Linked DNA regions of Gadus morhua: region 1 is linked to region 2. A link is a contact called in public Hi-C data. All regions are on one chromosome and are shown on one strand. The core of a region is the stretch at or near the end of the contact, and the rest is flanking DNA. Distances in the headings are between cores, read along the strand shown. Region 1 holds the start of mthfs (5,10-methenyltetrahydrofolate synthetase (5-formyltetrahydrofolate cyclo-ligase)). Region 2 holds the start of adamts17 (ADAM metallopeptidase with thrombospondin type 1 motif, 17).

Region 1 (5,624 bases), core at 797-3,296, 150 kb before region 2:
CATGAAGAGAAGATCTGATGACAATACTTGATTGTATCGGTTAAAATGTAATCTAGCTTTGCTGCAGAGGCCAAACTGAGCCAAACCATTCTACGGTCACCTGATGAGCTGTGAAACCGAAATTTGATTTTAAGAGTGGATGTGTGGGGAAACAAAACAAAACAAAAATAATCCTTTGTTTATATACACACCCTGGCAGTGACAAGGAAAAAACGTGGTTAACATTCCATGCAGTAACAAGGACAATTCAGTGTTCATGTGGAATGTGTTATGAGGAGATGGAAATTTGAAATTCCTAGTGTCATTTGGTGAACTACATACACAGAGGGTGAGGTCATGTTCATGGGTAACATATGTATGGATTTTACCATACATTAGAATGTATACATCGACAGATAGCATCAGTATTTTATCCGGAATCAGCCTTGATAGTATTTTCCTCAGTGGCTTCCCTAGACCTAGGTCAATGTTATTTTTCAAACCAAACAATACACAGAAACACACGTTGAGATTCTACAGATATTGTTTACGTGGAAATGTTAAGTTATTCGACCAATTACTGGAAGTTGATTACATTTAAGAGTTTGAATGTTGGGTGTCGCTGCAAACACCCGAGAAGACTGACATCAAATCACTGTCACCGGTAAGTAATGGGATTCTGCCCACTACACTCCTCCAGGGAGACGTTGTAAAGCTTGTTGTAAAGCTTGTTGCGCGACGTTTAAAACAGCGAAACAACATCTGATTCCTATCAACCAAACTCAATCAACCGCTTTAATCACAGGGACACAAGTTTATCATATCACTCTACAATGACAACCAACCCACTGCCATTTCCTGCTTCAACAACCCTCTTTTGTCCTGATAAAAGCTTCACGGATCGCAAAAGCCCCAAGAAAACGAAGCGAGTTAAATGTTCCCTGAAATACAAAACGCGTCAAAGTTACACATTGTCACACACCGAAACTTTTGACTTCCACCAACCTCGATTATTGTGCAAAATCCCCTCTCCTCTTTCCTCCTCAGTCTCTAGCAGATAACACCCACCATCCTATGTCCGGAGCCACAGCGCAATAACACATCACACGCTGCCATTGGCTGCCTGCTCCCCAGACCACACCCCTACCACCCGCTCATTGCGTGAGTGGCCCGTCAATCATTGCGTTTTATCTCCTCTAGTAGTCAACAGCCGGTTCGATTCTAGCCTACTTGAAGGGGGAAGGGGGGAAAGTCCAAAGCCCACGGTCCGATGACAGCTGAGGGACAACCAGCCGGGCAATACAAGACCAGATCTAGGAACTCATCTACAGTTACTTTACTAGTGTCATGCTTAGCCGGACTACAACTGCTACTTATTTTTACATATATTTATTTTTTCCCTTATCTTTATTTACTCTATCTTTTATTGTTGCTGGTATGTGGCTGTTGAGGAACCAAGCCTAATAATGTTACTCTTGTGTACTTGTATAATAAGATCATGTAAAAATGATTCTGATTCGGAACATAAAAAACATAAAGCTAGGAGTAAATACACTCCTGTTTGACTGTGTCATCATCACCCGGTCGGGTGAGCAAAGCGTTTCCTACATCAGATGAACTACATAGGATTTGAAACCAACCACTAACACGTCTCCAACGCAATAAGAGTGATATAGTACATGAAACGGCCATTCTATACCATGAATAACATTTATATGTATAAAGAACTCTCCCGGATTTGCATTGACTTAATGTGTTCAGACAGCCTTACCCTGTTTTATTCGGCCAGCCGGTCTTCTCAAACTTTTCTCGTGATCTGAAACGGGAATTGAAGGCCAACGTATCTAGTTACAAATAAATGATCCTTGTCATAAATGTATCTGGTCCCTTCTATCCTTAACGAACTCTGTTTAGGGAAGGGAGTGATAATACAAATAAGCAAGAGTAGCGATCTAATCCCTTTAACTCTCCTCGCCTCGTCGGACTCGGAAGACAAACTAATCTCCTAGTTCAAATTAAAACTACACATTCAGAGCGCTTCCGGTGCGCGTGTGACATCACGCAGACATGCGCAGTAGCGCTGCTGCTTGACAGCTGTGTGTTGCCCGAGTTGTGAATCATTGACTTCTTGGGTTGGTGAAAACGCAAAGAAATGCAAAGTCTAAATTAAGCTTTTAAAGGTTTTTTTGGCCCTTAGAACGCCGCAGTGCAAGAGGTTGTCCTGAACTCATGGCAAGGATGGCTGCCCTGCGTGCAGCCAAACAGGCTCTTAGGAGGGACATCAAGCAGCGTGTTGCAGCGCTTAGTGAGCAAGAAAAACAACGACAGTCTAAAGTAGTTTCGCAAAAGGTAAGTTTCGCAAAACAGTTCGTGGCTTTTTTTGGAAATTCCACGTCACATCCAGTTGGAAGCATGCATTCACGCTTGTAACCGATGCGACATGCAAACATTATGTAGCATATTATTCGATATCATGTATATTATTGTGTATATAATTCCTGTACAATTATTAAACTGCCACCTGTTGCAAGTGATATTCTCCTCTATCTCACATCACCTTCCAGCTGTTTGACCACCCCAAATATGCGAGCTGTGATCGGATCGCGGTGTTCCTCAGCATGCACGACGAGGTGCGCACGGAGGAAATCCTCCAGGACCTCTTCGCCCAGGGCAAGACCTGCTTCATCCCCAAGTACCAGTCCACGGCTAGCAACCACATGGACATGCTGCGACTGCACAGCATGCAGGACATGGAGACGCTGCCCCTGACGTCCTGGAACATCAAGCAGCCCTCTGACGACGACTTCACCCGGGAGGAAGCCCTGGCTACAGGTGCACACCTTGACACACACCTCGACACTCCGGGAGCCGGGGATCGAACTAGCAACCTCCAAGTCACCAAATAATCGCTCTACAACCATCTCTTCTGCTGTACCCATGTTTACATGCATGTGTTGTACATTTAACTGACCTATTTAACCAACCTTGGTGGATGCATGGGAAACTGAGTTACCCCCTAACCCAGTTGAGGTCAGGGTTTGTGTGTGCATGTAAATGCACTAAATGCACCAACAGTGATGTTAAACACATAACATGTGTATAACAGGTTAGAGGTTATCATTTGTGGTCATTCAAATTATACATTAAAGGAAAAAGCAAAGGTAATCTCGAAGTTTAATACATTTATATGTTTAACAGCCTATTCAAGAAATAGAAAAGTGAGGCTTAGAAGAACAAAACCACTGTACAGAGAACATACACAGGGTAGCCATAGGAATCAGTATTTTTCTTTAAGGTTTTAAATAAGACATGTGCGCCTTATCACGTGGAGACTACCGTACAAATTACATAAATAAAAGATGCATGAAAAGTCTTATCAGAATGTTATGTGTTTAAACTGGTAGACACCAAATGTGAATATGCATGGAGTACTTACCACGGCTTATCTTTCACTCTAGAAATGCCTGATTGTGTTTGTACTTCAGTGGAGCAAGCCTGCTTTTGGATATACTCAGCCTGGGGACTGGGGGTAAAGGTGTGGCTCCTATCTCCATTTTACAGACCTGTTGTTGATGCCTACTTAAGGAGGCGACCCTTTTAAAGGACTACTAGTTTGAGTTTACTAGTTTATTTTAGTTACGTTTCTTTCTTTGGCAAAGCACAGTGTGAGCGTGAGCGGTGTGCTCTTATGCTCTAATTATTGCCCTCTGGTCAGTTTTTGCCTTTAGTTTGTTTAACACAATTTACGTAAAAGGCAATGCAAAACGTGACCACTAGATGGCGACATTGCACTGGAGCTGACTTGAAGATGGAGTTGAGCGCAACGGAGGGCATGTTAATTTATTTCTCGGTTTGCTAAGGGCTGGCAATTAGTTTATAAAGAGGGACGAAGTTTAATATATCGAAATTGATATATGCAAATCGGTGTGTAATGTCATGTAAATGAGAAACCTAGCCTAAAATTTCAAGGGAAATTACAAATGTCTGTCACCCGGCATAGGGCCATCCAGAACATTTAAACCTTTTTATACAGAGAGAAAAATTGAATCATGCTTTACGATGTATTAGATTAAGGTTCGAATTGGCTATTCAATTATTCAACACACACCTTTATCCAAAGCGATTCAGTCTGAGCTTTGGATAAAGGCATATCCCCTTGATGGAGGTGGGCGGGTAGGGGCCAGGGCCAGGCGTGTGGCTGAAGTATGCCTACAGGCAGAACACCTTTCGGGGGTCTACTTGACCATGCTCCTGCACTCATTCCCCCCCCCCGATGAGGTCTAGTGTTTGGTAATCATCTGATCTCTGGGTAAACGGTCTCGTTGGTCCCGGGCTGACAGGGTTTCACAGCTCATCATTGTCTCTTTTGCGTGCCTTTTTATCAAAGGATTTGTGATGAAGCGCAACGGGACACAAATTAGTCAAGTGAGGAGTTCATTTTGCGATTACCCTTGGAGAATTACTTTAAACCGCAGCATTTATGCATTTATGCTGTCACATTTTCAGAAGTCTAACGGTTGGCGCAGATGATCTCAAGTGATAAATGATCTTGATTGATGTGAAAGTGAATAATACCCATGATGCATGGTGACAAACCCATTCAACAGCCTCTTTGGGACAATGCAGAATGTCACTTGCAAAGGAATCTGATATCTATTGCCCACCTATGATCTTGATCAAAGACGGGTTCATACAACCAATCGGAGACACACTGGCAATCAATTTGTAAGATTTTCTCGGTAGCAAGCAAACCAGATATCTCAACAGACAGAAATAAGCCTACTGAATTGATAACTAGGCAATAAACGCGAGAACAATGCCGGGGAATTAACGAAGATGTTGTCTTGCAATGGAGTTATTGTGGTGATTCACATGCACCCGATGGTTTCATGTTTAAAGATCCCATTTTACATTAAATATGCATATGCTTTGTGGCACATCATATAGTGATCGGGAATTGGGGGCTGGATAGTTTTGTGTGTTTGACTCCTGGCTGAAAGGTTCCTGATTTGAACCTCTAGATCTGCCCCGTAGGCATCCTACCGAGATGCCTTGACCCTACCTGCTCCTTAATGGCATTTATCTGTGGTGGCCTTGGATAAAAGTGTATGTTAAACAAACAGCCATAATAAATAAATGGTAAACGGACCGCATTTATATAGTGCTTTTTAACCAGTGGCCACTCACAGCGCTTCAATACAAATGCATTACGGCACCGCAGTATTGCGATGCATTATTGGAAACTCTCAAGCCCATCAATGTTTCCGACCACCAAAGTACCAATGCACTGTACTCTGTTCTCTGTTGTTGTCCTTCCAGGGGGCCTGGACCTGATCCTGATGCCCGGCTTGGGCTTCGACCGGGCTGGGAACCGTCTGGGCCGAGGGAAGGGCTTCTACGACAGCTACCTGGAGCGCTGCATGCGCCACGCCCGGGGGAAGCCCTACACCGTGGCCCTGGCCTTCAAGGAGCAGCTCTGCCCGGACATCCCTGTGGACGACAACGACGTGCTCATCGACGAGGTCCTGTACGAGGACCTGGAGTAGGTCTCTGGGCGGATGAGAAGCTAACTAGCTCGCTGAATGCTAGCGTAATAACTAGCATCAGTATGTTTGGCTCATGACGGTTCACTGGGGAAGAGTCCT
Region 2 (5,892 bases), core at 2,467-4,966:
CGGGGTGAATGGGTTTGGATGCATACAAACTTTTGGGGCTGGGACACCCTCATCGCCCTGATGACTATTCCGCCCTCTAAGATTACCCATGATGCAGTGTTACCTATAACACTACTCCGCCCAGACTAGAGGGCACCTGTGTCGTGTATTCCACGCGCTAACCCCCCCAGAGACAGGGGTCAGTCCAGGCTGCAACACATTGTTGCCCAGCCGCAGGATGGATTAAAGTCAATCTCCAGCTCTACGAACACAGAGAAGCTATTCCGAGGTAGCCTTCCCTACACGGGGCTGCCAGGTTATAGCACATTGGCTGCTGCAAAACAAAACAAGAGAACTTTAAGCCTAAAAAAAAGAAAAACGTTGTCTAACGATCCCTTTCAACGCTGTAAAGCAAGCATTCTTTTTTTTGTCTTTATTTAGCCTGCATTCAGGCATTCCCTCTTCTGGAGGTCTGGAGGAAAGCCAGGCGTCCAAAGCACAGCTGCTACAATGCGCCGGGCCTCTGGAGACGAGTAAATGGGATTCGATTTGACCCGTGCACACTCCCTTTTTAGAGCCTACACTGGCGCTAATGCAAGGACAACCGGCGCGTGTACACAGACGCACGTGGCGGTGGATTGAGTTAAAGCCACTGTGGCTAACATGTCCTTGGCATGGTCGATATGTCTGCATCTGCCCGGATCCCACCCCCTTCCCTGCATCCTCACCGCTTCACTCTACCCTGAGGTTTGGACCCTTTTGAGGCCCTGCAGGACAGGTGAGCCCCCTTGAGCCGTGCTGCCAGCCAGAGAAAAAGACATTTCATAAAAAAGACTGTTACTTTTTAGAGCCTGTCTGGAGGGTGTTGTGTTGTGCGAGCGAGTGTGTGTTGGCGTGTTTGTGCTCATGCGTGTGTGTGTGTGTGTGTGTGTGTGTGTGTGTGTGTGTGTGTGTGTGTGTGTGTGTGTGTGTGTGTGTGTGTGTGTGTGTGTGTGTGTGTTTTTGCAAGCATGTGTGTGTGTGTGTGTGTGTGTGTGTGTGTGTGTGTGTGTGTGCGTGCGTGTGTGTGTGCGCTCGTTTTTGTTCTTGCACGCCCATGTGTGTGTGTGTGTGTGTGTGTGTGTGTGTGTGTGTGTGTGTGTGTGTGTGTGTGTGTGTTCATGTTTGTTCTTGCACTCCCATGTGTGTGTGTGTGTGTGTGTGTGTGTGTGTGTGTGTGTGTGTGTGTGTGTGTGTGTGTGTGTGTGTGTGTGTGTGTGTGTGTGTGTGTGTGTGTGTGTGTGTGCAAGAGAGGGGGGCACCTTGACCTGTCCCTCAGCCAAATAAAAAGCACCTGGAGAGGGCGCCTCCCTGAAACATTTAAAAGAGTGAACGCCTCAGAGTGCATATGGGTCAGAGCTGACCCTGCCTGGTCGAGGGTTAACGCAGACAGGGTGGTGGTGGTGCTGGAGGTGCTGGTGCTGGAGGTGTGGTTGGGGCTTGGGGAGAGGGGAGCTTGGGGGGGCCTGGATAGTGTTACCAGCCCAGACCGCACTGCCTTGAGATCAGTGTCAGACATGCACTGGCCAACCATAATAATGAGACCAAGGGTGCTTCTGTTGGGGCAGAGGATGGCCCACACCAGCTTTATCCTAAACCTGACCTAGTTTTCCTTGCCACACATGGAGCGGGATGAGAGTCCATAAGAATCAAGATCCCCGCTTCTCAGAGGGCTATCAAGGCAAAGTAGACCGTTTTCTCTGCTTTCATTGTGGGTTCTAATTGGGTATACTTGAGATGTTCCCCTAAGGCGCGTTAGGGTGTTAACATTAAATGTCAAGTAGGACGGCTTTGTGTTTGTACGTGTCTGTAGGTTGACTAAAACTAGTAACGCACACACTAACGCTGGACTGGAATGTCTGGATGGTTGGGTCATTTCAGTAGCATCATGCATGTATCCTGTATCCTGTGGTTCAGTAACATCATGTATGCAGTGTTACCGGCGTAACATCAGCCATGTATGCAGTTTTTCAGTAGCATCAGACATGTTTCATGCATGCAGTGTTTCAGTAACATCATGTATGCAGTGTTTCAGTAGCATCATGCATCATGTATCATGTATGCAGTGCGTGAGAGAAAGAGGGACAGAAAAAGTGATTGCATGTGTTAGTCTGTGTGCATATATTTGCTCATGCGGTTGTGTGTATGTGTGTGTGTGTGTGTGTGTGTGCGTGTGTGTGCGTGTCTCCCTCTCACAGGCTCTCTCTCGCCTTCTCTCTACACACCTGCTGTGTGTGTGTGTGTGTGTGTGTGTGTGTGTGTGTGTGTGTGTGTGTGTGTGTGTGTGTGTGTGTGTGTGTGTGTGTGTGTGTGTGTGTGTGTGTGTGTGTGTGTGTGTGTGTGTGTGTGTGTGTGCGTGCTTGCGTGCTTGCGTGTGTGCCTGTGACAGAGTGACCCCATAGCCAGGCCTATCAGCTGCCTAAACTGTTTGGCACCATGGTGACAGTCATGCTTCCCGAGAGCTAGCTAATCTTTAGGAGCCAGACAGCTCTGGGGTGTCCTGCCAGACACCAAGGGTCAGCAGCAGCTATAGCTGACAGGACTTTGACGCTTCTTACTTGGACAGAAATTAAATTAAGTGTGTGCACTCACACACTTATGGGTGATATATTGAAATCCTACCAGAAGTTTGACTTAAACCCAAGGCTTGGCGCATGATGCATTAATATGTGCATGCTATGCTAACTTTATACATCGGTAAAAGGTGAGCTGAAAAGAGAAGAGGTGATGTATGTGTTGCCCTACCAGGCCTCCGCAGGTACTGAGCGAGGCGTACGAGTCCGTGTGGTTGACTATCCATCCTGTGTAAAAGCAGAGCTGGCCCTGGGGGATCCGCGACAGCTGGGGACTCTTGCCTCTCTTCCTCTCCTCGACGACAAAGTTGTCAGAGAGGAACGAGTTGTCGCTTCTAAGATTCAAGTAAAGATTATTTCCGAAAGCGGGAAGCAACAGAAGTAAGTGATCCTTATGAGTTGTGTCGTGACCACCCGGGACGTCCTGGGGGGAGCGCCGGTCGCGGTAACGCCGGGTCTGGTCCTGCAGCAGCAGGTGTGTGTCCTCTCCAAATAGCACCATGGGAACCACTTCATCAGTCTCCAGTTCTGGGACAACTACCAGGAAGGTAGAACACAGTCGGTCAAGTGACATGAAGGTTTATGTGGGTTTATACCTGGGCATTTCTGTCATATTTGCAGAAAATAGATCAGAATTATTCCCCTTAAACAATGCATCTAACATCAAACGCTGTCGCTGTAAGCACACATTATTAGACATACCGGACAAGTTAGTGTCCAAATAACCTATCAATGAGCATGCACAAGACCAGAGGGACATGTGAAGGCATCCTAATGCTGTTTAGAAGCTTTTCGAGGAAAACCACAGTTTTTCTATTTCTATAAAGGATCTGTCCAACGACGATATTGAGAAGAACCGGCCAATAGAGGAACAGGCCTGTGGTGAATGCGTAATGCGTAACGCTATAAGCGCATATAGGCTACTTACCAGTCTCCGCAATCAACCCGACAGAGAAGAATGAAAGCAGCAAGACAAGCGGTGTAACATGACTGTCATGCATGATACAGCTAAGCAGAGGACCTGTGAGGGGGGGGATGTAAGCGCTTGCGAAGCCAGAGAGGACTGCACAACTTTTCTAAAGTTTGAGAAGTTAGTGTTGATTCAGCCAAGTGAATTTGAAACTCCGGGCATGCCTCCTGGAAATTGGCAACGCCTCCCCGTCAACGCAATTGGTTTAGAGGTAATACAGTAAAGCGGTTCTGCCCTCGCGTTGGTGCTTGAGGCTGTCCGTCAGGAGTCGCTCTGAAACCCTACACGTGGGTTCAAGTGAAGAGGTGCAGTTGTGACGTTGCCGGGAGCTAAATAATGCTCACATAACAGAACAATAACTATGTATAAACACAAATATCTTTGTTAATAAAGATAATAGGTGCGACTGTCTATTTATTTCAAATGACTTAAAAGGACCCCAGACCCATAACAGATTTAAACACTGTTTGGCCCTATAGCCTATAGACTTTGGCCTTTCACAAATGAAAGTTTAAACAAAAGGAACCAAACGTTAGTAACACCCAAGTCTCCCGTAGTGCACCGTTTGCGCATGCATGTTATGACAGTTGTCGATTCTGGTTCGGCACAGGTGATCATTGAGCGACACCCCCCCGCCCCCTCCCCCCGAGTTCAGCCAATCAGAGACCGCGTTTCATAACCTATGGTGCGTTGCCCGTTGTTTCAACGTTTGGTTCATCCTTAATCCTTCAGCTACCTGGCAATTATAAGGCAAGACTGGCCATCAGAGACAGATGGATGGATGGATGGATGGATGGATGGATGGATGGATGGATGGATGGATGGATGGATGGATGGATGGATGGATGGATGGATGGATGGATGGATGGATGGATGGATGGATGGATGGATGGATGGATGGATGGATGGATGGATGGATGGATGGATGGATGGATGGATGGATGGACGGTTTGATGGATGGATGGATGGGTGGTTGCACACACGGGTGGATTGATGAGTAGGCCTATTTACTAAACACCGAGAGCAGGTTGAGGGCAAGCGCAAAAGTAAATCTGAGTGTGTTTGTGCGTGCGGGTGCGAGAGCGTGTGCGTGTGTTTACGTGTGTGTGCATGTGCGTGCGTGTGTTTGTGATTGATTGAGAAGGGGAGATTGAGGTACATATCTTCCGTCCAAATCCATTTTGTCGTCAAATTGCAGCTCAGCAAAGCTTTTGACAGGGCGGCCTATGCTGGTGGTGTACTCCATCTAGTGGCCGCCAGCGGAACAACAGTGACACCTTCATTGCAACTTAGAAAATAATTAATACAAAATAAAAATAATATGAAGGACTATGAAAAGGGTAAGAATTTATTCAATTAATGCCGTTTCATTCCTGCAGCACCAAAGTCATAAAACACAGCAACAGAGTGTCTGATTAAAGACCAGCAATGATGGAACAGTATTTAGCCTAAAAAATAAAAGGAGAGATAGCCTACATGCCCATGCGTGTCCATTAACCCACGAGGTATTTTTTTTATTATTTCCTGCATTACAACACTTCCAAAATTAATACTTCAATTTATTTGAACATTCAGACTATGCTTTCTGTAAGAATCCCTTCAACATTGAAAGCACATTAAAACTCCTTCAGCAATCAGCTGAAACCATGGGTTTCTTGGCCCCGCCAGTAGAGTCCATGTGTAAACATAAAAAAAAAACGGTTTTAAGACAAAAGCTGCTATTACTTCATGTTTCAGTCAATAGGCCTGGTACTTCACGATCTATGAACTCACATTAAACGCTCCGGTATTCGATTACACTTATTTGTACAAGGAATGATTATTACGTCTATTAGTGTTATTAAGTAAGGTGAGACGTGAGCTGGAACGGCAGAGCACAGCTGGACGGAGCAAACTCTCAACCGTTGTTTCCCTTCCTTCAGCCGTTGAGTCATTTATCTACTCCTTAACCGGTAAAAAAAATAAAAGAATGAAGGCCATGCAGCCAAGACATTACAACCACTACACTCCCAGCATCTCACCCCAAACACGAGCATTTGGAGAAACCCAGGGCGATACTGGAGTGCATTTCATCCCTCGCTGACCACGTCTAGCTGCAACGCGCTGCAGACACGGTTGCCAGATTGGTCGGGAAATCTGGTCCAATCTGGCAACACTGCCAGCAGGTCTTGATAGATGAAGTGGCAGCTGTTCCTGGGGTGGGGGGGGGGGGACATTTGACAGTATGCAAGTCACTACCGCAGCCCCTTCGACAATATGGGATGCATTAGGCGCAAGTAATGAAAACAAAAGCTTTTGTGTTTTTGTTCGCCTGTTTTTCTTACTCGCTTC

Evidence for each region. A called contact is a pair of places that touch in the nucleus more often than the background predicts.
Region 1: a contact with region 2 is called in a Hi-C map of heart, with 7 times the contacts expected there. The contact joins the promoter of mthfs here to the promoter of adamts17 in region 2. A contact is called at or near these places in 2 of 6 Hi-C or Micro-C datasets (gonad and heart).

Annotation. Positions count from the first base shown.
Region 1 is chr14:6,309,992-6,315,615 of gadMor3.0, reverse strand. It overlaps mthfs (5,10-methenyltetrahydrofolate synthetase (5-formyltetrahydrofolate cyclo-ligase)), which reads left to right and starts at 2,046. Exons shown (of 3, transcript XM_030376448.1): 1 at 2,046-2,328; 2 at 2,544-2,811; 3 at 5,299-5,624. The coding sequence starts at 2,209. The coding sequence ends at 5,525. zfand6 (zinc finger, AN1-type domain 6) reads right to left here and starts at 2,036. Exons shown (of 6, transcript XM_030376449.1): 1 at 1,751-2,036.
Region 2 is chr14:6,164,085-6,169,976 of gadMor3.0, reverse strand. adamts17 (ADAM metallopeptidase with thrombospondin type 1 motif, 17) reads right to left here and starts at 3,716. Exons shown (of 19, transcript XM_030377463.1): 1 at 3,520-3,716; 2 at 2,764-3,128. The coding sequence starts at 3,592. cers3a (ceramide synthase 3a) reads right to left here. Exons shown (of 11, transcript XM_030376574.1): 11 at 4,896-5,892.